7 separate regions of the Mus musculus genome follow, and regions 2, 3, 4, 5, 6 and 7 are each linked to region 1. Evidence: chromatin contacts called from public promoter capture Hi-C data. All regions are on one chromosome and are shown on one strand. Each heading gives the region's core, a stretch centred on a gene start, on an enhancer-like site or on the middle of the called end of the contact. The rest is flanking DNA. Distances are from core to core; before and after follow the strand shown.

The links. Promoter capture Hi-C pulls out the DNA fragments that hold promoters and counts their contacts.
Region 2: a promoter capture Hi-C map of pre-B cells shows a contact between it and region 1. The contact joins the promoter of Ttc17 here to the promoter of Cd82 in region 1. A contact is called at or near these places in 1 of 39 promoter capture datasets (pre-B cells) and 3 of 115 datasets of contacts at active chromatin or transcription factors (CD4 single positive thymocytes, bone marrow-derived macrophages and memory CD8 T cells).
Region 3: a contact with region 1 is called in a promoter capture Hi-C map of cranial neural crest. The contact joins the promoter of Chst1 here to the promoter of Cd82 in region 1. A contact is called at or near these places in 6 of 39 promoter capture datasets (the 3T3-L1 cell line, cranial neural crest, embryonic stem cells and 2 more) and 1 of 484 Hi-C or Micro-C datasets (B cells).
Region 4: a contact with region 1 is called in a promoter capture Hi-C map of pre-B cells. The contact joins the promoter of Hsd17b12 here to the promoter of Cd82 in region 1. A contact is called at or near these places in 5 of 39 promoter capture datasets (the C10 cell line, liver, neutrophils and 1 more), 2 of 484 Hi-C or Micro-C datasets (liver and muscle stem cells) and 1 of 115 datasets of contacts at active chromatin or transcription factors (thymic regulatory T cells).
Region 5: a promoter capture Hi-C map of the 3T3-L1 cell line shows a contact between it and region 1, with 5 times the contacts expected there. The contact joins the enhancer-like site here to the promoter of Cd82 in region 1. A contact is called at or near these places in 9 of 39 promoter capture datasets (the 3T3-L1 cell line, 3T3-L1-derived adipocytes, cranial neural crest and 5 more), 2 of 15 datasets of contacts at CTCF or cohesin (large pre-B cells and pro-B cells), 15 of 484 Hi-C or Micro-C datasets (CD4 T cells, the HL-1 cell line, the N1E-115 cell line and 11 more), 3 of 115 datasets of contacts at active chromatin or transcription factors (embryonic stem cells, fibro-adipogenic progenitors and forebrain) and 1 of 9 other capture datasets (embryonic stem cells).
Region 6: a contact with region 1 is called in a promoter capture Hi-C map of embryonic stem cells, with 3 times the contacts expected there. The contact joins the promoter of Alkbh3 here to the promoter of Cd82 in region 1. A contact is called at or near these places in 11 of 39 promoter capture datasets (the 3T3-L1 cell line, the HPC-7 cell line, HPC-7-derived erythroid cells and 5 more), 9 of 484 Hi-C or Micro-C datasets (the HPC-7 cell line, the N1E-115 cell line, cerebellum and 5 more), 3 of 115 datasets of contacts at active chromatin or transcription factors (astrocytes, embryonic stem cells and memory CD8 T cells) and 1 of 9 other capture datasets (adipose tissue).
Region 7: a promoter capture Hi-C map of hippocampal neurons shows a contact between it and region 1, with 2.3 times the contacts expected there. The contact joins the enhancer-like site here to the promoter of Cd82 in region 1. A contact is called at or near these places in 8 of 39 promoter capture datasets (the 3T3-L1 cell line, the HPC-7 cell line, HPC-7-derived erythroid cells and 4 more), 1 of 15 datasets of contacts at CTCF or cohesin (large pre-B cells), 1 of 484 Hi-C or Micro-C datasets (the C2C12 cell line), 2 of 115 datasets of contacts at active chromatin or transcription factors (T-cell acute lymphoblastic leukemia and double positive thymocytes) and 1 of 9 other capture datasets (adipose tissue).

Annotation. Positions count from the first base shown.
Region 1 is chr2:93,461,070-93,464,187 of GRCm38.p6, forward strand. It overlaps Cd82 (CD82 antigen), which reads right to left and starts at 1,433. Exons shown (of 10, transcript NM_007656.5): 1 at 1,261-1,433. The region is part of intron 2 of Gm10804 (predicted gene 10804); the gene reads left to right.
Region 2 is chr2:94,405,098-94,408,215 of GRCm38.p6, forward strand. Ttc17 (tetratricopeptide repeat domain 17) reads right to left here and starts at 1,592. Exons shown (of 25, transcript NM_183106.2): 1 at 1,410-1,592. The coding sequence starts at 1,568. It overlaps 2810002D19Rik (RIKEN cDNA 2810002D19 gene), which reads left to right and starts at 1,610. Exons shown (of 2, transcript NR_027831.1): 1 at 1,610-1,869.
Region 3 is chr2:92,598,071-92,601,188 of GRCm38.p6, forward strand. It overlaps Chst1 (carbohydrate sulfotransferase 1), which reads left to right and starts at 1,637. Exons shown (of 3, transcript NM_023850.2): 1 at 1,637-2,078.
Region 4 is chr2:94,156,390-94,159,507 of GRCm38.p6, forward strand. Hsd17b12 (hydroxysteroid (17-beta) dehydrogenase 12) reads right to left here and starts at 1,520. Exons shown (of 11, transcript NM_019657.4): 1 at 1,321-1,520. The coding sequence starts at 1,480. It overlaps Gm39885 (a long non-coding RNA gene), which reads left to right and starts at 1,775. Exons shown (of 3, transcript XR_866573.3): 1 at 1,775-3,053.
Region 5 is chr2:92,881,915-92,885,032 of GRCm38.p6, forward strand. All of the region lies in intron 2 of Gm13791 (a long non-coding RNA gene), which reads right to left. Among named protein-coding and RNA genes, the nearest start is that of Syt13, 32 kb to the right of the region's middle. Within about 2 kb of position 1,582, at least 33 of the 459 cell types and tissues checked have an H3K27ac peak or open chromatin away from gene starts, as enhancers often do. A contact at or near this core is called in stem cell-derived neural stem cells, where this site is marked.
Region 6 is chr2:94,009,128-94,012,245 of GRCm38.p6, forward strand. It overlaps Alkbh3 (alkB homolog 3, alpha-ketoglutarate-dependent dioxygenase), which reads right to left and starts at 1,603. Exons shown (of 10, transcript NM_026944.1): 1 at 1,556-1,603.
Region 7 is chr2:92,946,986-92,950,103 of GRCm38.p6, forward strand. The region is part of intron 4 of Syt13 (synaptotagmin XIII); the gene reads left to right. Among named protein-coding and RNA genes, the nearest start is that of Gm13791, 29 kb to the left of the region's middle. Within about 2 kb of position 1,491, at least 109 of the 459 cell types and tissues checked have an H3K27ac peak or open chromatin away from gene starts, as enhancers often do. A contact at or near this core is called in the C2C12 cell line, T-cell acute lymphoblastic leukemia, double positive thymocytes and 1 more, where this site is marked.

The DNA of each region.
Region 1 (3,118 bases), core at 183-2,682:
AGGGAGATGGGTTGGGGAGCCTCATAGCACCTCAGGATGAGGATAATGCTAGGCCCATGGACTCATTAAGCAGTTTTTTTTACAAGGGGGTGGGGGTCGTTTAAATTCAATACCCATCATCTCCAAGCTATGTTAGGGACTCAGGCCCTCCTTTGTCTAGGTAACACATTTCCTGACCCACAAAAGAACAAGATGACGTTGATGGCTGGTGTCAGTTTCTGACTCTGATGAGGTCAGGGATGGGACAGCTGCAGTTACCCACAAGCCTTCCAAACCAAGCCAAACCCCAAAGATGGGTTCATTTCCCAGAAGGAAGACAGCACACCACCTGCTCACTGACATCTCAGGAGCTTTGAAGTGAGGCTTCTGGGCACCCAATGGCCTGTCAGGCATGGTACACATAGTTTCACTTAATTCTTGCTACTACTGTTTGGCCATTGCTCCCCAAGTTACAGATGAGGAAACTAAGGTTTGGAGGGGAGTGGAATCCAATTAGGCTGAATCCCAAAGCCTAAATCCTTGGCACAGCCAGGACCCAGGACACACCCCACCATCAGAAGTGGAGCCCCTTCTGCACAAATACCTAATCCCTGGCACAGCAAGGAGCTCTCTTGGGTTTGGCTAGATTCTGAGCAGGTTTGGAAGGGTTTCCCCTTCTTCTCCCTATGCACCCCAAGAGAGAGTTTCTTCTGCTGCTATCCCTCCAGGCTCCTCTTCCAAACCAGCTCACCTGGAAAAGTTTGGCTAGGTTTCCACTCTTAAGTCCACCCAGTTCAGTGGTGCGCTCAGAACGTGGAAGGAGGAAAAGAACGGAAACTGCCTTGCTTTGGATTTGGAGTTCCTTCCAATAACCCAGGGCAACTTAAATCGTTTCTCTCAGTGACATTTTGCGGAAGTCGCTGAGGTCTAGCTACGCAATCTGAAAGCGAGTGTACTCACACACCACTGTGACTGTCACCTGTTAGCCCTCACATTCCGCTCGGAAGCTCATCTCAATCAACTTCCTCCTTCTGGAACCGGAGGAGATCTGGACTAGGGGCAGGGACAGGCCCGGGGCCACAGGGCTGGTGTGTGGGGCAGCCAGAACTAGGGAGTTCGGGACTCGGAGGTGAACGACCCTTCTCAGCTACTAAGTGCTCCAGCCTGTTACCTGTTGCCAAGCGGGCCCCACGGGCTTGGCGGAATGGGTCCTGCTAGGAAATCCGGACAAAGCTAAGTTTGCTTCCGATTATCCTGTCCCCTCCCCCAGGCTTCTCTTACCTGGTGCCTGGGTTCTGGCTACGCGCTTTAAGTCCCGCGTCTTCAGCTGGCGCCCCAACCCGAGTCTGACTGCGCAGCTTGGCTCTGTCCCTCCGTTTTCCCCCGCCACCCCCTCCCGAAGTCAGTCCAGAAGCTCAACGGCCTTGTCAGGCCACGCCACGCCCCCCAAGACCACGCCCTTGACACGCCCCCTATACAGTTCCCCTCTGGGCCCTGCGGGAGGTAGCACCAGGCTCCGCCCACCACAGCCTCCCGGTTCAATCAAACGGCCACACCCCTTAGCACAACACTGAGCTGGCTACCCTTTGCCAACCCTCCAGCTCTGCCCAGCCCTGCAGCCTGGTTCCAGCTCCAGATTAGAGGCGAGGCCACGTACGCGCCTTGCTCCGCCTGCTTTGGGCCTCCAGGGGATAAGGCCGACCTGGGACCCCAAGTCTGCCGCTCCAGTCTCTTCCAGCCTTGCGGAGTCTCACCCCCTATGGTCTCCCCCATCCTTCCCACTTCCCAACTATGCCGCTGGCGGTCCTCTGAAGCCCTCCTGTTCACCCCTTTGAGTCCATCACTTTCCCCAGGGGCTCACCCTTAGGCCTCCAACTGGGAGGCAACTCCCCGGCTCCGCCCTTCCCGGGGGATTCTCTGCTCCGCCCCGAGCCTGTTCCCCTTAGCAACCTGGCTCAGGGCTATAAGCCTGGGGCCCCGACGCTGGCATTCTAGGACGGGCGTATCCTGGTGCAACCCGGGAATGGCGTGGGAGCGTTCGCGTTCCAAGACCAGGTCTCCGTGTGGAGGCGGCTGGAGCCAAGCACTTTCTGAAAATACTAACAGCTACCAGTGGTTGAACTTTTGCTCAAAGACAGGATGAAAGCCAACAGCTGTTAAAACTCTGCTCTTCAGTCCCTACCACTCCTGGGCTACTTTATTTGTACCCATTTTATTATTTGCACCCATTTTACAGATGCACAGCCCAAGCTTTAGAGAGGGGAAGTCGTGGGCTAGAGTCTAACAGCAGAGTCGTTCGTGAACCATTCCAACGTCTCGAATCATACTTAATACTTGTCCTAGCTTTTCTGGATTTTGGTCCTTGAAGAAGTGGCCCAGGCCAGCCAGCTGTGGTACAGCAGGCTGGTGAAGGGGTGGCAGGAGAGGGCAGAGGGCCTGAGACCTCCATGGCTGGCTTCTTCTTTGAGAAAGTGGTCTGCCAAAGATCTCCAGATGTCTGACACATCACAATGCACTACAGACCATGGATCTGCCTCAGGCAGGTTACCAGGTTAACAAGCAGGGCCATTAACCTGTGAACTGCTGAAGTTCTTTAGCAACACATCTCACTGGCATAGCAGTACAAGCCTCTGAGGGGAGGGTGTGGATGTGCTTGCTTTACCAGTGGGGCGCTGGATGCAAGGCTGCCCAGTGGTTCTCAAAGCTGTTCTCACCCTAGAAGCCCCATCGCTGCCTGGGAACTTGTTAGGTTCATGTTTGGGGTTTGAGGCACCCAGAAACAACTCGGTGGGAAACTGCGGTGGTTTGCTTTCACAAGGGTCCCAGGTAATTCCGAGTCAGCTTTGTGGTTGAGAGCCACTGTTGGGCATAGGGTAGGCTGAGACTCACTCACAGGGCCTAGGTAGACCTAGCATCTGTGTTACCCAGGGCAAAGTAAGTGCCTTTAAGAAGGGACCCACAAAACCAAAGCCAAAGCAAACAAAACCCTAACCTAATAAAAACACATTATTGGTTTATGAGAGACAGACAGACAGACAGACAGCATGGCATGATGGATCAGGAGTTTGAGGCCAACCTTGGCTAAACAAGTTTGAAGCCAACTTGGGCTGCATGAAAAGGGAACAAACAAACAAAAGGA
Region 2 (3,118 bases), core at 342-2,841, 940 kb after region 1:
AATTCAATGCCTCCCTTCACGCGGACCTCAGCAAACCACCAACAGCAATCAAAAGATGAAAACAGGGATGGTGCAGGATTTCCAATCTTACGTTGGAAAGGCAGCCTTACTGTATTTTTCTAGGGGTTCTGACATTTTTAAACTCTCAGTTGGAGGCTAATGAAAATTAACTTGGATCTTGAACTTAATATCCATGAAAAAGAAATCCTTTAAATCGGGAGTTTGATATAAATACACTCGAGGAAAGAGTACACTGGAAACACAAAGTGTGGGCATTTTAAAAATTTTGTTTAGGTTTGCTGCATTGTGAAATGTCTCATCTTAAATATAAACCATGCGATGTGTTTCTACAGTTAATCAAAAGGATCAGTTTCTCTCTCTCGCCTTTGGTTAAAACATGAGTCAGTATGCTTAAATTGCAAGGGGTACACACTTCACTTTTTAAATGGCTCCTGGACATTTCCTGATTGTTGTCAAGCGCTGGAAGTCATTAAGTTTACAAGATTCTGTGGTGAAGCACGCGCGCGAGCACGCGCGCACACACACACACACACACACACACACACACACACGCACACACACACACACACACACACGCAGTCCTTAAAGCATCAGCAGTATGAAAGCAAATGCAGATGCAGGCATCAGAAAGTTATATAAGAAAAGCGGTCACTCCTCTGAGAAATCAGTTCAAGCATAGGTAATCTAGTAAACTGCAAATGCTGAGTGCCGGGCTGGGTCAAAGGAACTAGGAAGCAATGTAAAATACACCGGGAAATGAGGGCACTTAAGAACTGAATGATGCGGGCACCGCCACCAGAGGCATGCATCTTCTGGCATTCCTTCAGAAGGAGCAAGAATGGGTTGTCTTTAAAGAGCCCCTAATGACCTGGCTAACGGCACAGCCTCAAACCACCACATCGCGAAACAAATCCCATCAGTGGGAGACAAGGCTGGAGGAGGCGCATTAAAAGATCCATCCATTCACTAATGCCACCCTGGCTGTCACCGGCCTGGGACGCGCACACTCCCCGGCACTGCCACCTGCTTTCTACTTCCTCGGGGAGAGGTGGTGGCGCGCGGGTCCTGGTCCAGCGGCTCCAAAGGCAGAACTAATGATGAATCCGTGACTCCTAACCCGGGAGCTCAAGTCTCAGCTCCCCGGGGTCGGTTCCGGGACGGCGCGCGGCCCCAAGGTGGAAGGCTGAGAAGTTCCCCACGGCGGAGCCGGGGCGAGGGGACCAGAGGGGAGGGGGCGGCGCCAGGTCGGAGCGCAGGAAGCCTCGGCCCGTGGGCCGGGACCGTGGGAAGCCAAGCTGGGGGCGGGGCCGCGCGGAGCCACCCAGGGGCCCGGCTCCGGGATTCCCCCTGATCGGGCGCGGGCAGAGAGGGGGCACCCTGGCCGCTACCTGCTGTTGGATCTTCCCGTCCTCCGTGACGACCCAGTGCGTAGTGGCCAAGGCCCCTCGAGCCACCACGCTCAGCAAAGCGGAAAGGCTGAGAAGCCAACCCGGGCCGGAGCGAGGTAGCAGCTCGAACCGGCCGCGGACCCCTATTGCCGCCGCCATCTTGCCCCCCCGGCCGGGCTGCTCACACCGGAAGCGGAAGCGACTCCTTGCGGTCCGCCATCTTGGGGAGGTCGCCTCTGGAACTGGAGGAGGAGCCCGCGGAGTGCCTCGGAGACGATACCGGTCCCTTTACTCTCGGTCGGGGAAGCCGGTCCTGCCACACCTCAGGGCTGGAAACGGCTTTCTAGTTATCGTTTTTCTGGAGGCTATAAGATCCCCAAGCGTGGGAATCGGAGGGGAGATAATAAAACTAGGTGGAGCTTGAGCAGAAGTGAGAAGACGGTGAAGGTCTTTTTAAAAAGTAAGTATTGTTTCTGGTAGGGCAATAAAAGTTATACTTTTCAACTATCTGAGAGAGGCTTTTTTTTTTTTTTTTAATAAGTCTCGTAATGGAGTGTTAAGCGGCGCAGTCGTACTGTGTAATGCATGTCACACATCGAATTAAAAAAATAGCTCGTTATCAAATACAAAATATCAGCTCATTACAAGTTATGTATATGTGATCGGCATACTTTTTCTTCCGAAATTTAGAAAGCGATGTGTCCTTACAGACCACTTACATCCAGTGTGGCCAGATTTTTGGGTCTTACAGCAGCAGCACCACGTGTCTTGTGGACTTTGGTGGGCAGCTCTAGTCTAAGTTAAAGACCTAGGTGTAGAACCCAGATAGTGGCATCTCCGGGGAGGGGACTGTATTAAATATGTAAGCACTGCGGCTTCCCTTCCCCGAGGGTAGACTCAGCCATTATGAGTATGTTTTAAAGAAGTCTCAGGTGATTGATTTGCATATTGAAACTTAAGAGGCGCACTACCAACAGGTACAGTAGCTGTTAACCAGCTTAGGTTCCAGGCTCTGCCAATGTATGTTATTATAGGTATTTCAGGTCGGCCTACTAGTATGGTGGGCGTATCATCTTGTAACAAAGCTGTTATGCTTTTTTTTTTTTCTGTTGAGAAAAAAAAAAATTGTGCCCTGCCACCTACATAGATGTGTTGCAGGAAACAAATGTCTGCCTCATGTTATGGGAACAGAGACTGTGCTATGGCATTGTAATTCTTCTGAGAGCAGTTTGGTTTTGTTGATTTTGTTTGTTTTGTTTTTGAAATGAAGTCCCATTTGCAGCCTGAATTGCCTGGAATTTATTTAGCCCAGGCAGGCCTTTAAGTCCACCTGTGTCAACCACCTGATGCTGGATACAGGCATGAACCATCAGGCCCAGCTCACTAGGCAGCTTTTCTTAAAAGTACCCGTGTAATGAACATTCGTTTTATTAAAAAGGTATATCTTGGGGCTGGAGAGATGGCTTGGGGCTACAAAGATGGCTCAGGGCTGAAGAGCACTTCCTGCTCTTCCCTGGAAGCAGTGTTAGGCCACAACCACCTGTAGAACTCCAGCTCTAGGGGATCCTCCTTTATACATGTGGCATACAGTTCTCATACACAAACATATACACCCACGTACGTATGTGTACACACACATACACACACATATGTATATATTTGCCTGTAGAGACTGGGTGTAAAGGTCAGCTCAGGACCTTTGGGAAGGT
Region 3 (3,118 bases), core at 387-2,886, 860 kb before region 1:
GCCCTATAGCCCTGGCTGCAGAGGGTGGAGGTGGGGGTGGGGGATGCCGGGTACAGCTGCAGCTGGAGCTGCTGCATCAGGGATGTCAGGAAAGGCGATGTTAGTTGTCTTCTCTGAGGAGGTGGTGGGGGACAGGAGTTTATAGTTAGGGGTTGGCAACTGTAACCAAGACAAATGACCATGTGGCCTACTGGGACCCTTGGAGCAGAGGTCTTCACGTCATCTGGTTCCATGTGAAGCCTTTTCTGAAGATATGCCCCTTGGGGTCTCCGGGAGACTCCTAGACATTATGTTATTCCCTTCTTAGCGAACAAGTAAGCATCCACCCAAGCTAACATGGGAGCTGTTGCCCTAGGAGATAAGAAAAAGCACCTCCATTTTTCCTCGTGAGGAAACTGAGGCACGGGTGGGGGAGGACTGCATCACATGGTCACACAGCAGACTCACAAAGGCTCCTCTGCACTGAGAACTTCCAGGTGAATATAACCTCATTAAAAAACAAAACAAAACAAAAAAAAAACCCGTTGTTCTCTGCACCGTATCAGGAGTGACAGACGGATGGACAGATCGTGTTCTAGGAGACGTAAGAGACGGTGGAGATGGAAGCCCACTCCTTTGGACGATCGCTACCACTCTGGACAAAGTCTACTACTGCCTTTGGTCCAGAGCCCTGCAAAGTACCTACACATCTTCAGATGGGAAACAGGTCAGGATGGGGTCTGGGTTTGTGCGCATGGACACCTTGGTGGCCAATGGTAGAAGTGGGTTTTCCCTCCTCTTCAGTTCAGGGCCACAGGCATTCCTCTGCTGGCTTCATTTTTCCTCCAGGCCACACTGAGGGCTCAGGGGTATGTTTCTCTTGTCACTAGCTATAGTGTTCGGTGCTTCTGACATGCAGGAGATGCTCAGTCGATATTTATGCAGAGAACGAAGGACCACTGTAGTGCCAGGGCTTTGCCGCTGTCCTGGTCCCACAAGTGCAGCTTGTGGACTGGTAACTACCTGGGAAGACAGATGCAGCCTAGGAGGAAGGGGCTGGGCAGGATGGAAAGCTTCCTCTAGCAAAGGAACTCTAGTGTCCGACTAACTGGCCAGCTCCACCCAGCCCCTGCTGAAAGGGGATGACAGGATCTGGGGCAAATGAAACATTTCTTTAGTTGTGGGTGATGGAAGAGAAGCAGGGGCATGTAGTGGAATATCGACTTCAGTTCTGGGTTTGGGAGTCTCTGATTGCCCTGGCTGGGGAAAGGAGCCAGGGTCAGGTTGGGGCTGTAGCCAGACTTGGGTATCCAGAGGCTTTGGCTGCATAGATAGAGCCATGCCTTCGCTAGGGCGGGTGTAGGGGGAGAGGGCAGGCCAAGAGGTACCCGTGCTGCTGCCGCTTGGCCTCCTCAACTCGGGGGTGGGGGGTGGGGGGTGCGGGGTGGAGGGTGGGGGGTGTGGCTGCCTCGGCCCGCCGGTGGGTTGGCTCCGGAGCCCTGCTAGTGGGGGTGTCCCGGCGCTCCCGGCCTGGGCTGCGCGGGGGGGGGGGGGGCGGGAGGGCGCGCGCTGACGGGGTCGGGCGGAGAGGGGGCGGGCGGCGCTGGGGGTGGAGCCGGGACCGCAGCGCCTGCCACCCGCTAGCTCGGCGCTGAAGCAACCACCGCTGCTTTTGACTCCGAGACGCAAGGAGGGTACTCCGTGAGGCTCTGGCCTCCGAGGCTGCTGCTGTCCTCCGGAGACTGGGGCTGCAGTGCTCGGTGTCCCGGTGCCTGGCCCTGATCTCTCTCTCTCTCTCTCTCTCTCTCTCTCTCTCTCTCTCTCTCTCTCTCTCTCTCTCATCAGGAAAAGGCACTGTGCAGAGCGAGCCACCCGGAGCTAGCGCCCCCGAGCCATGGAGAGGGGCCCGTGAGGGACGCGCGGAGGCGGAGGAAGAGGCTTGGGAGGAGGGAGGCCGAGGAGCAGGGCGCGGGAGGAGGAGGATGCCGCCGCCACCTCCACCGCCACCACCACCCGCGGGCCCCCGGAGAGCCTGACTCTAGACTAAGGATGGAGCCAGCGCTGGGCGCTGCAGCGGCTCCCGGCGCGCCCGCCACCAGGTATCGGCCGGGTCTCCCGGGCCCCGGGGCAGGCGGGAACGGACTGCACCGCAACAGCCGGGAGGGGCGGGGGCGCGGGCGCGGCGGGAGACGCCCCTAGCTCAGGGCCGGTGTCTCTGGGCGGTGCGCGGAGGCGGTGGCTAGGGACCGCAGAGTGCTGGGCGCTGGGAGAGGTTGGCTGGGGCTAGTAGCCCTCCGGAGAGCTCCGCGATCGCTCCTGACCTCCTCCTCTGGTGAGGGCAGCAAACTTGGGATAAACGTCTGCCCGGGGCTCCTGTTCTGCTGCTGCGGTACCCGCTCGGGTGTCTGCTCCGGGTTGATCATGCAACAGCCTGCTAGACCCGAGCGGCCGAGGTTGCCAGAGACCCTGAGGTTCCCGTGCCTCCTCTAACTTTACAAACCAGGCTTACACCCTGAGGCAAAGCACTGTCCCGGCCTCTTGCTTATAGCCTCGGTCTTGTATCGGCTTCTACTATGCTGGTGATAGGCTGGGCCCTTAGGAGACTAGGGCTGCCTGACGGTGCAGAGCTTCCCCCCACGCGAGGCCAAAACAATCCTAGCACCTCTCTGAGTAGGATATGGGGTGGTCAGCTTCTTTCGGGGTCCAGGGAGGGACACGGTGCTTGACTTTACAGTAACAGTAGACAGTGGCCCTAGCTGGAATCTATGGGTTAAAAGGCCACGCTATCTGAGGAAGGAAGGTCCTGCTAGGATGGCACCTTGGCTTGATTTCAGGTACCTCACCATGTCACCTCTCCCTACTCCAGGTCTGCCTCTTTTTAAGATTACATTCCTAGTACCCACTTCCTGATGGGCTTAACCGTTTAAGCAAGAGGCTTCTGGACACCAAGGCTTTTGGGGTCCAGGACCAGGGATGTTATAGCTGACTGCTGAGAGGTTGAGGCTGGGACAGGGGAGGTGCATGTCCAAACAGTGACAGGAATTCAGCCCACTGTCTTCTGGAGCCTAGGGACATAGGAAGACACCTATGGTGGAGGCAGGAGGCAAGCATCCTGGCTGAGCAGAGAACTGGGAGCCAC
Region 4 (3,118 bases), core at 270-2,769, 700 kb after region 1:
GAACGTGGCAAACCCTTGACTTTCACTCTGCGTTTTAGACTGTGCAAACAATTTACAATAATAAAGCTAAAGCAACACTGGGCTTTCTTTGCAAGTTTCATTTTATTGGATAACTGATTTCCTATGGGATTACTGTTGCATTGACTTAAAAAAAAATAAAAATAAGCCAACAAACAACTTTTTCCAAGCTGACAACAAAGAAACTGACCAAGTCAATTGTGAAATTATATCATCTGAATCTTAATCACAGCGAGCACTTTTTCCCCCAGGGACTATGAAAAGTGATTTTGGAAAGTTGTATAAAATCACTGTTTGCCCCACATCAAGGAAAGGGGCTCACAAACTCATTTCTACTTGAAATATTTTCTCCTATTATTAGGGTGTTGTCCCAAAAGATTAACTGTCATGTCTTTTCTAAGTCGTTTAAATGTTCTTTAATGAACAGAACAAACCTGAAAAGTAACATGATTTCTGTCCTGTGTTTAGTCCGTAGGCAACCGCACCCCAATATTCTATAAAATGTTTGAGTCGTGAACAGTGAGTTACAAAACACCAGAGAGCCACACATACATCATGATTACATGGGTGTTTGTTTTAAAGCCCTTCTCTCAAAAAATAGAAACAAAGGTGAGAGGGCTGAACTAGGATTTTCTCAACTTCTCTGATACGACCTTCGTTCTCATTTTTAAAATCTGTCAACTGAAAAGAAGAAGGTTCGCGTGTTTTGGTCACTTTTTGTAAAGACATTTTCCGCAAACTCTTGCAAAAAGTACTGAATACGATAGGAAGACTTTGTTTTCCCAGAACAGCGCTTCTTAGTCATTGAAACTCCAGAATAATTTACCAAGATTTCCTCCGACACCGCCTCCACCTCCCCCCTCCCCAAAAGGACTTGTTAAATTACATGAAACAAACCCAATTCAAGTAACTGGAGAATCAAGTTTCCCAAGATCCTAACTTCTGAAATCGTTGTCCCTGCAACCCTTCTTCCTATCTTCACCTATGCTCTCATCCATAGCACAGGGCCAGTTTTCAAGCCAAGTGAAAAACTTTATTTTAAAAAATAAATAAACACTGCAAGGGACACAGCGGACAATGCGCCTGACTCCGGCCGCCTGCCCAGGAGGGCTCCAACAGGACAAGTCCGGGGAGTTAAGAAAGGTCTCCTCCGTGCCCACCAGGCAGCAGCAGGTCAGATCACCCACCCCGCCAGTGCGCTCAGGGTCTGGAGAAGTTTCCGCGCTCCAGAGCGGGCTCGCTGAGCGCGAGCGACAGGGGAACAAGGGCCACAGCGTGGTCGCGGCTTGTGGTTCCACTCACCTGCCCATTCTCCGAGTCGCGGACCGACCAAGGCCTCGTTGCCCACGCACCACACCTGGAAGGCCCTGAAGAGCGAGTACGAGGCTCGCAGGGCCAGGTAGGCAATGGTGCTCGCGCCCACCCAGTACAGGAAGCCGGCCGCCGGGGGAGCGCACTCCATGGCTCGTGACTAGGCCTCACTACTACGGTGAATGGGGAAGGAAAAAAAAAAAAAGAATGAATGGGACGAGGAGGCGGTGCCGCCGTGACGGCGAAGACGCAGCGAATAGACGTGATTTTTTGAACGCTTTAGGTCTAAGACCCGCCTACATAGTCATATCCATGTGTCTATTGGTGACTTCTCTTTCCTGTAAGCGTACTATGTCTCCTATTGGTTAGCCTTCGTTTCGTAGCCCCGCCCACAATCCCCTTCGGCGCGCTCAGAGCCGCATTTCCGTATTAAGACAGTGGCTCGCTCACAAGCCGCTCAACGTTTGGCTCCGCCCACAAGCTTTACCTCGCACCACCGAAGCGCAGGGATCTCTCATTGGCAGAGGCGGCCCTTACGACTGCGGAAGGCTGCGCGCTGATTGGCCAGTGATACCTAACTGGGTTTAGCTCACATTTCAGGAAGGAATGGAACCGGAAAGGGAAGAATATAGTAGAAGTCCGGGAGGAGCTGGAGTAGTGCTTGTGATTACGTCTTAGTAATAACCGCTTTCGGATTGTTAATTCCTCAGACTTTTCAGATGAAGGTTTACGGTTCCCCTTTGTCTGCAGAGCACGCTTTCGCTCCATTTTTTTGAATGACTGCCTTAGCTCCCACAATGAACTTTATACTTGTTCCCAATAATTCGGAATTCCAGAAAACTCTACTGTGTAGTAGCGTTAACAGTTGTAAGATGAATGAAAAGTATCCTACAAGAACAGAGCTTATGGAGCAATTCTGGGAAACTCAAATTTTTTTATTGGACCTGGTCCAGTAAAAACCAAAATCATTTTATTTTTGTTTTGTGGGAGGATATTAAAGAGATATTTGTGTCCTATACTTTTTACTGTAAGACAATCAAAACAATAAAATCAAAACAGGAACCGATTCACCCCCATCAAGGGACTTCATGCTGGGATAAAAGAAAACCTAAAACGTGGGCAAACACTTCCAGAACACCTTACAGGGGAGGCAATGAGGGGCCAGTGGTGAGCTGGCTGGACCACACTTTGACTTGCTTAGATTTATGTTACTCTGGCCCATTCTTAAACCATAACTGCACATCAGAACCTAAAACATGGCTTTGGTGGAAGGTACTGGGTCTCTTTATAACTTTTCCCAAATCTTTTTTTATTCTTTTCTTTTCCTGCTGTTCTGCACTATTAATTTGACTGTTTTAGCTGACTTAGGAAGGACAGGTGACCGAAACTCACTTGTTGATGCACAAGCTGTGGCCCTGACTCTGAAAACAGGCCTTATGCTTGAGCAGCAAATACTTTACCCACCAAGCAATCTCCCCTGCCCTGAAGGGAAGCTTTAAGGGGACACAAAAATCTGATCTCTGGAAGAGCATGGAAGTACTTCAGCGGACAGGGAGACAGACATAAAGTAAACAAATGGAGTCGCTGTTCAGGCTCTACTTAGAGGTCCAGGGGCTCATTCAATATCTCCACTCAAGCTCAATACATTTATTGTTTGTTTTTGTTTTGAGACAGGATGTCAAATATCCTAAGCTGCCTCTACCTCCCAAGGTTTGAGATTCCAGGTATGTGACACCATTTTTTTTTCTTACTTCAGTGCTGGGGATTGAACCCAGAGCTTTACACATGC
Region 5 (3,118 bases), core at 332-2,831, 580 kb before region 1:
TCTCTGTGCTATAGTGCTAGTTTTTTAACCTAACACAATGCAGAATTATCTGGGAAGAGAGTCTTAGTGAAGGATTGTCTAGATTAGGTTGGTGTGTGTGTGTGTGCATGCACGCACCTGTGCATGTGTGTACATGCATAAATGTTTTTGTGTGTTGTTGTGTTTTATAAAACATACAGTGGTGTGGTGAAATGAAGTGCCTGGGCGGGCCCATGCCAAAGTGTTCCCTCTGAAGAGTCAGACACAGGACAGGCTTAATATAAAAGGGAATTTATATGGGACCTGGGGAAAGGGGGTTGAGGCAGAGAATGGGGGACAGGGAAGGACTGAAAAAGAGAGGAGAGAGAAAGAAGGGAAGAGGCCATCCAGGGACACATAGGGAGAAAGAGAGAGAATAGGTAGAGAGAGAGAATAGGTAGGGGGGCGGGGGAGAAGATGGAGAGAGAAAGAAGCCTGAACAGCCCTTGTATGCCTGGCTCCAAGCTTATATACCTGGCTGTTGCTAGGTAACTGTGGGGCGGAGCCTAGAGGAAATGCTAACATCTGGGAGGGATTGTCTTGATTTCAGGAGTTGGTGTGGGACAGATCCAGCTTACTGTGGGTGGCACCATTCCCTAGGCAGGGGGCCCTAAGTTGTATAAGCATAAGAAGGAGCTGAACATGGACAAGCAGACATGCATCACGCTCTCTCTGCTCTTGACTGTGAAGATGACTCAAGTTCCTGCCTTGACTTCCCTGGTATTATGGTCTACAACTTGGAATTGTGAGCTAAAACTCTACCTCTTCTCCTTTAAGTGGCATTTTAAGGGTACTTTATGACAACAGAAACTAGACCTGAGTACTAAATACCCCGTGTCTGTGGCTGCTGCCTCTTCATGCAAAATGTATTGAAAGCCCAGAAGGGTACCGACCTTTGCTAAGGATTTCCCACAGGTCAGGTGCCTTGCCACATTTAGTCTTGAAACGTCTGTGAGGTGGATGCTTTCTATGCCCAATTCACAGATAAGAACACAGGCTGTGCACAGCCGCCCTAAGACCAGATTCACCCAAGGAGTTTTAAGGTGGTGGCCTCAGGCCCTCCATCACCATTCCTGATATGCGGAACAACTCTGTGACCCACAGCATGTCATGGAAAAGAAAGCATGGTCTTTTGACTGCTGAATATTGTCCTTTCTTTGGCTTTATTCTGCTTCAGTGGGTGGCTTTTTGTGTGTTCTTAACAGAGTACAAAACAGACAAGGGAAAATGATGAGGTGCCATTTATCATCTTGCCCACCAGGGGGCAGCAAGAGGCCACATGAGCAGAGCCTCGACTCGCTGATTCTTAGCTTTGCTGAACAGGATGGAAGTTTGAGAGGAAGAACACCCCTTATTTCCAACATCCTTATTTTTCTAATAAAACAAAACAAAACCAGAATACCACAGGATCAGGTTTCTTCCCTAGAGCCAGTTATAGGGAACCATGAAATCAACAAATGTTAATTAGATATTCGTTAAGCCAATTCCAGCTCAGATGTGGTTGCCCCCAACAGAGCTTGCAGTCTGGTAAAGTGCAGGAACAATGGGAAGTGACTGTGGGGAGGGCTGCGGAGAGGAGAGGGCAGGAAGAAGCTTGAGCACTAGCGATTTCCGCACCCCCTACCCCCACCCCAGCCAGGCCAAAGGATGAAAGGTACCTAGGCTTTCCAGCAGCTGGGACAAGAACTCCAAAAGGAAGAGTGTGAGGGGCTAGATCGAGACTGAGAAAGATGCTTAAGGAGCCAGAGGCAGGGTAACTGCGGTGCCTGGAACGCGGTCTTATACGTCTGAACGGGGACATGATCTCTCAGCATCCTCACCACGAGCCTGAGTTTGTTCACGCCTATTACTACTTAAAGCCCTGGAGGTTAAAACGATTTAGCAAAGGCTATAGGGTCCTGAAAGGCCCTAGTGGGGACTTGAATTTGAGTCTGTCAGCTTGTCCTTACTATCCCAACAAGGGCAGAGCTAAGACTAAAAGCCCAAGATCCTGTGTGAGGGTCACTTCTCACTGGGAGCTTGGCAGAGTTCCTTCCTTGCCTCTTGGCAGCCGGTAGATCCTGTACAGAAATTCCAGTCGCTGCAGGCTCCTCCCCCTCCATCTCCACTCACTGCTGGCTCCTCTCCCTCCTATCTCCAGTCACTGCAGGCTCCTCCCTCTCCATCTCCAGTCACTGCAGGCTCCTCCCCCTCCATCTCCAGTCACTGCTGGCTCCTCTCCCTCCATCTCCAGTCACTGTTGGCTCCTCCCTCTCCATCTCCAGTCACTGCTGGCTCCTCCCTCTCCATCTCCAGTCACTGCAGGCTCCTCTCCCTCCATCTCCAGTCACTGCTGGCTCCTCCCCCTCTATCTCCAGTCACTGCTGGCTCCTCCCTCTCCATCTTCCAGGACCACTTGCCTCTTCTATGGCTTTTGTAAGGATACTTGTCACAGGGTCCACCTAGATAACCCAATGTAATCTGCATGTAAGATGCTTAACTACAGTACAAAGACCCTTTCTCTGAGTGCCACTGTCTCTCATGACCTGGGGTGGGTGTGTTCCCAGGAACCCTCAGATACGAAAATCTGAGACACACAAGCTCCTTGTAAAAGAGCTGCATGTGACCCCCAAACACCCTACCTCCTGCATACTTTAAAACAGATTTGCTATGATCCTTATTGTAATGTTTAATAATGGCAGAATAAAAGCTGCTGCATGCTTGGTTCGCTACAAGCCCAAATCTTTTCTTTCTTTCCTTTTTTCTTTTCTTTTCTTTTTTTTGTTATTTATTTGTTTGTTTGTTTATTTATTTATTTATAATTTTCAGTCTGTTTCTGTTGAGTCTCCAAAATGTCTGGATTATACAGGGAAGAACCTCTGAGGGAAGGGCAGCCCAGGCCCTGGGCTGGAAAGTTCTGGGGTTGGGGCAGGGTACGGACTGCCAATGCTGGCATAACTTGGAGGTCTGGTCTGCTTTCATATGTAAAATATTCACCTCAGTCCCTTGTCCCAGGTCCAAAACCAATGGCAGCCACCATTCATCTCACTGTGACATCAATACGAGCCCATTACCTGGGTAGCACTAGGTCAGGCGCATAGCCATGAGCAGATGCCACCGA
Region 6 (3,118 bases), core at 353-2,852, 550 kb after region 1:
AAGTACAAAGTTTCACTTGGATAACAATAAGCTTTACTGACCTCCTGCACAGAACAAGGGCCATAAATACCAAATCACTGCTGGGAATGGTGGCACATGCCTTTAATCCCAGCACTTGGGAGGCAGAGGCAGGCGAATTTCTGAGTTCGAGGCCAGCCTGGTCTACAGCAGGACAGCCAGGGCTACACAGAGAAACTGTCTCGAAAAAAAAAAAAAAAAAAAAAAAAAAACAAACAAAAAACCAAATCACTGGATAGCTCAGTTATGAAGAGTAGATTTTAAATATTTCCATCACAAAAAGGTATACGAGGTAAGAGATGTATTAATTTGATGCATTCATTCTATATCAAAAGCATATATCAAAATGTCACAGAATACCATAAATAAGAACAATGATTTGTCAACTTTAAAATTAAGTTTGAAATGAAAATCTAAAATATCCATGTACCACTTTTAAAACTACAATTTAGGAAAGACTCTATTTCTATGTTTATAACAAGCAGCAAAGGGTAAGATATGCTAATATGTATAGAGATCAGAAGGTTTAGTGACTTACAGAGACACTCAGGAAATCAATACTGATGAAAAGTTCAACTCTTGTCAGGTTCCAGCCTTGAGCTAATCAAACCCCCTATAATTTTGCCCAAAGGTTACCCTATAGCAAATACAGAATTCTTAAGGGTCAGGTCACATGTTCGGAACCTGCGAGCCACTTCTTTATGAGTCTAGGAAAGCTTCTAGCTCTCAAAGACAGTCCACTCATATGACTGCTTACACCACAGGTTCCCAGGCCTCGTCTCCTAGACCTTCCGATCCAACAGAGCTCAGGGCTCTGCTTAAATCTCCTTAGGACGTAGAAATGATGGTTTACAGGCACATACCAGTAATCCCAGCATCCAGGAGGCCTGAGCTAAATACTGAGACCCCGTCTCATCACCGACAACCCATCAAGTGCTTATCATTTACCAGGTAGGGCCTTGGAGAAGATGTCGATTCCCTCAAAAAGTTAATGACACAATCAAATCCAACTCTCCGGGCTTACCGAATGTGTGAAGGAAACCCTCGTGTATCATATTCTCGGAGACCTAAAGGCATAAGACTAGTGGGGGTCAGTGAAGGCCTCTGACCTGCTCACCTTGACGTGACTTGTTTAAGGCAAGTGGTGAACAGAAATTCCAGAGTGCTGTCTGAGACTTCCTGAGTGCTGTCAGTTCGAGGAGTCCCAGAACTTAATAGGTCCTAACAAAGGTCCCGCCACCCTGGAACTCCAAGCCTGAAAACCTTAAAAAGAACAAGGGCTCTGGCAGGTGCAGGAACTTGCTTGGAATGCACAGATCTATCCCGTCCCGCCAGCAAACCCCGTGGCAGCGGACGCCACCGTCTGACCTCAGGCCTCTCCCTCAAGCAGGAGACAGTCCCGCCCTCGAGGCTGAGGTACAGAGAAATGGCTAACAGCCTTCTGATGGCCCAGAAACGGACCCTCGGGCAGTCCTCACACGCCTGCCCCCGGCTCGCGGCCAGCAAGCCAGGAAGGAGCTGGGCGCCCCGGACCAACCTGGCTGGGCCCTGAGCAGAGGTCCCGACACGACCCTAATCAGCCGTCTGGACGCCGGGGAACCTTCAGAGTGAGGCACCAACTCCTGCAACGTCCAACCACAGGCCTCCGTTGCGCGTAGTTCCTCTTAGGTGACATACTGCCACCGCTTCCGCTTCCGGTGGGTAGCCCGGAGTCCGGGTTGCCCCGCATCCCTGGCAACTAAAGGGCCGGGTGGAGACGCTGAAGGGAATATGGTCGGAATGGGAACTGGAGTCAGGGGCACATGTGGGGATGAAGATGAGCCTCCTAGGCCTAGGTCCTCAGGAAACTAGTTCCCGAAACCAGTGCTGGCATCTTAGGTCTGTTGTGCAAAGGGCAACCGCACTCTCCCGGAACTTGTACTGATCCGGGAGTAGGGAGGACTGGGACATGCTGGGTTCTGCTATAGAATTCTCTCCTTACCTTGAAAACCATGAAGAGTCTAAGGTGCGCTTTGTTCTCAACGTAGCGCGCCCGTCTTTTCTACACAGCATTTACGCTGGGACGTGAGAGCATGCCTTATTTATCTGAGTTCCTCAGTGCTAAGGAAACTTTACTTGAGTCCACAGATCTGTCTAAATTTCATTCCAATGCCACCATTTGGGGCAAGTGCATTGCTTACTTTTTAAGTGGTCCTGTTAAGTGGGATTAAATGAGACAGCAGCGTCTGGACCACTATAGAAATCTAATAATTCACGATAGCTAAAGTGCCTTCTCACGCATCTGACCTCTTCACAAGCTTCTTTAAAGAGATCAGGTTAAGCCATGTCTCTTATAATTTGACAACTCTGACTGTAGCACCAAGTCAACTATTTTCTGTCAAATATTATTCTCTAAAATTTACCAAAACACAATCATTGTGGAGATCTTTCAAATAAGCCTGATTCTGTCAGGGTATCGGTAAAGGCTCCTTAAGAAAAATCCCCACTCGTCAAAAGAATAGAATCACCTGGCCAAAGAATGACCCCTAGGAAGGTAGGCTTACCTGAAGTAACACTAAAGAGATAAGTGGACTTATTAGTACTTTAATGAGACACTGTACTTCCTTTCTCCGATTCCCACCCTCTATCTCCGTCACTTAAGGAACATGGCCACGCCGGTTCCAAGCCTTCCTGCTTTTCTAAATTACCTAGAGAAACAACAACAAAAACTAAAAACAGCAGCAACAACAAAAACCATAGCTTACCTTTCTTGCTGTCCCTCCTGTAAGCATGCTTCTTTTAGGACTTCAGACTTTTGCCAGCATTTGATGTCCCCTTACTCTTTCTCTGATGCTTCCCTCTCTTACATGACAACGGCTGCCTTCCACTCAGTGACTGACCTCCATGCCCACTTAACACGGAATCCCCACCCCCTATTCTCTTCCTTGGGGCGGCTGTCTACAGTTTACCTGTCCTCAGATGTTTGGTGTGTTTTTCTTTTAAACTAACAAAATTGTCCTTATCCTTTCATTTGAGCCATTCTTTTATCCTTTTCTTAATAGAACTCCAGAAGGCAATTCCAATTCCCCCAGTATTGATGCTCAATAGCATTCAGCTGTAG
Region 7 (3,118 bases), core at 241-2,740, 510 kb before region 1:
TGTCCAACCTTTTGACACTGGGATATGATGTTGTCATTCGCCTGTCATGATTTACCATCAAGAACCGTGTATATGTATATAAATATCACAAAACAATCTCAAAATGCTTTACGTGAGTTTATGGTTTTGCATTGGGTGGCATTTATAGAAATCCTTATGTCACGAGGCTTCCTACAACCCATGGGTCACAGGCTGGACCAGTCTGGACCAGCTTGAAAGACCCACAAAGTTGCAAGCCTTTCCCATTACCTTTCTGGATAAAGCAAGTTGCCAATCTGCCCATTGGGACACTATTTCTGTGTGCCCCATCTAAGTGGCTTGGCTTAGGAAGTCATCTATCTGAATAGTAGTAATAGTATCAGCAGTAGTAGTAGTAGTCATGGTTGTCACCACCACCACCACCACCACCATCATCATCATCACTTCCAAACCAGACAGGTAAGGGCAACACTGTTACCACCCTCTCTGCACACATAGGGGAACTGAGGCTGACCTGATTAGAAATCCACACAGCATCAGCAGACCAGCGGGGCAGATAGCTCAGCCTCGACGGCATGTCCTTTCTCATCCTGGGTGCTTTTTCAAACTGCCCTGCACATGCCAGAGGAGGTGATGGACAGGCGTCTTTTCTATTCAAGCCTGGACTGTAGGAGGCAGAGCAGATTCCTCTCCTCTCCGGCTTCTCTTTGGCTCATCGTTTCTCCTGAGCCCTGTTTCTCTGTCTTTTCTCCGCTTGGAAAATTGAGAGGAAAAACCACAGCCACCCTTTGAGACCTGATGTCTCAAAGCCCACTTTCTAATGACTATGTGGTATGTGGAGTCACACACAGGGTCCCTGGTGGGAGAGAAGACATGTGGGCTTCTTAAACTAATAAGCTTATCCTCTCTGGAGCTTAGAAGGTCCCCCTACCAGGCTTGGGTGCTTTTGGAATGACCCCAGAAGGGCTGAAATCCACCTCACTGAGACAGAATCCTGAGTATCTTGCCTGTTGCTGTCTATCCCCTGGAAGACAATAATCGCTCATTCCTAAGCACCTCGCCCAACCCCTGCTGTGTCCCAGGCAGTAAGCCACAGCTGCAGCTGGAGCCCTGTCCTCAGGCTCATCCATCTTACTGTCATCACTTGCTGCAGCTGTCACTACTCCAGAGCTAGCCAGGAGCATCTCTTTCCCTCCGGGTAGTGGTGTGCAGGAGCCATTCAGCTCCTGGCCAGGTCAGGAACCCCACCCAGATGCAGACTGAGAGCTGATTTAAAGCTGATAAGAGAGTCTGCAGTCTCTGCAAACCAGATGTTTTTGTTTAGTTTTGTTCCTTTTTGGGCTTGAATGGGTTAACAGAGGCGGCAGCAATGCCCCAATTCCTGCCGGAAGACATTTAGCCAAAAGTGGCATGTGCGTCATTTGGGACAACGGAGCACCCCACTCTGAGGGCAGCCTGGAGTGATTCACTGAGCATCTAAGAGAAAAGGCGGTAGCGTGAGACAGGAAGAGGGAGGGGGGGAAGCCTCGTTTTTTTTTTTTTTTTCCTTTGTGGTGCTTTGAGACTAGGGCCAGGTGTGGCTGCAGTTCTCTTGTGTGATGACATCCACATGGCTGGTCCTGGTTTTCACTCTCACGTGCGTCAAGAGTGCAGACCTGCTGAGGGGTGGAGGGCAGAGGGCTCAGGCCTGGTCATTTTTAACAGTGGCCCAGGACAGCTGTGTCACTCTGATAGGTGACCTTGACGGCTCTGCTGCTCCCAGGCTATGTGTTTGTCACCTATCCCCAGACCTCACTGCCTCCACTGTGACATGAGAACAAGAGGACATTCACCTAGGAAGCTGGAGCAGTGACTGGGACTTAGAGCAGATTCCACGGGAGTCTCAGATTTGCTGTGTCATAGCTTCAGATTTGCTGTGTCATAGCTGCTGACCCAGGAGGTAGCTCCCACCTGGTTCTCCCAAGGAGAATGAGAACTTCAGTTCCCTTCCCAAGGTCACGGCCAAGATTAAGAGAGATGTCTGCAAAATTTCTGGCAAACATGTATTTTGTATCCAGTGCATGCCCAGTGCCAGGGCTGTGGAATGAACCTGCAGTCTGCGGGGACAGGCAACACAATTGGGTGGAGCAGAGTGTTCGTGTTTAATAGACCATGGCTGTCTGCTCTCTTGTCACACCAAGAGTCCCCGGCACTCCCAGATCAATTTGTCATGTGACTAGCTATCTATATCTAATTAAACTTCTACTGAAATCTCAAGGCCAAGGCCTTCCTCTGGGCATCTCAACAGACCGGGATAGACCACAAGCTGCCTCAAGGGTCCAATTAGCATGGACAGGAATGGAGGCAGAGCAGGAAAGCTTGTTTCCCCACTGCTTAAGAAAGCTGTCTGCCTTCCTGTCCTGAAGTAGCCCTGAGATGGCAGAGGCAGGATAATTGTGGGCACAAAGGTGTGGGTGAGGTTATCTCACTTCTCTATAGGGGTATTGCTACTGCTTTGGGGGTTCAGTTCCCATCATGAGGTAATGGCCTGCAGGTTCCCCAATTCTTAAAATTAGAAACAGAAGAGGAGAAAAATTAGAGGAGCAGAAGGGAAGCAATTAGGGTAGAGACCTGGATCCTCCCTCAAGGGCATAGGATAGTTTCTAAAGGATCCCCTGGGAAGAATGAGCTGTTGGGGTCATGGTAGAGACATTTGTCCTGGATGACAGGCATGCTCTGAGGCAGAGGGTGTGCTCAGAGCACACAGCAGGGCTCCACTATCCACAGCTGGGCTCCTGCCAGTTTGACTGAAGGAGGTAAAGGGCTCTGTGACCACTTACCAGTGACCTCAGTGTTTGGGTAGGGGATGGGCTCCCTGTGTCCTCTCACTGAGCCGAAAAAAAAGGACAAAATCTGGGGCCTAAAAGCTGTGCCACAGGTCAGGGAGGGCTTCATTCAAAAGACTTGGCAACAGCTCACACTCCTGAAGGAAGTTGATGGGGGGCACTGTAAATCAGTACATGGTGGTGGGGCTTGGGGGCGCTGGGGGTGGGGCTTGGGGACGCTGGGGGTGGGGCTTGGGGTGCTGGGGGTGGGGCTTGAGGGCACTGGGAGTGGGGCTTGGGGGCGCTTGGGGGTGGGGCTTGGGAGCGCTGGGGGT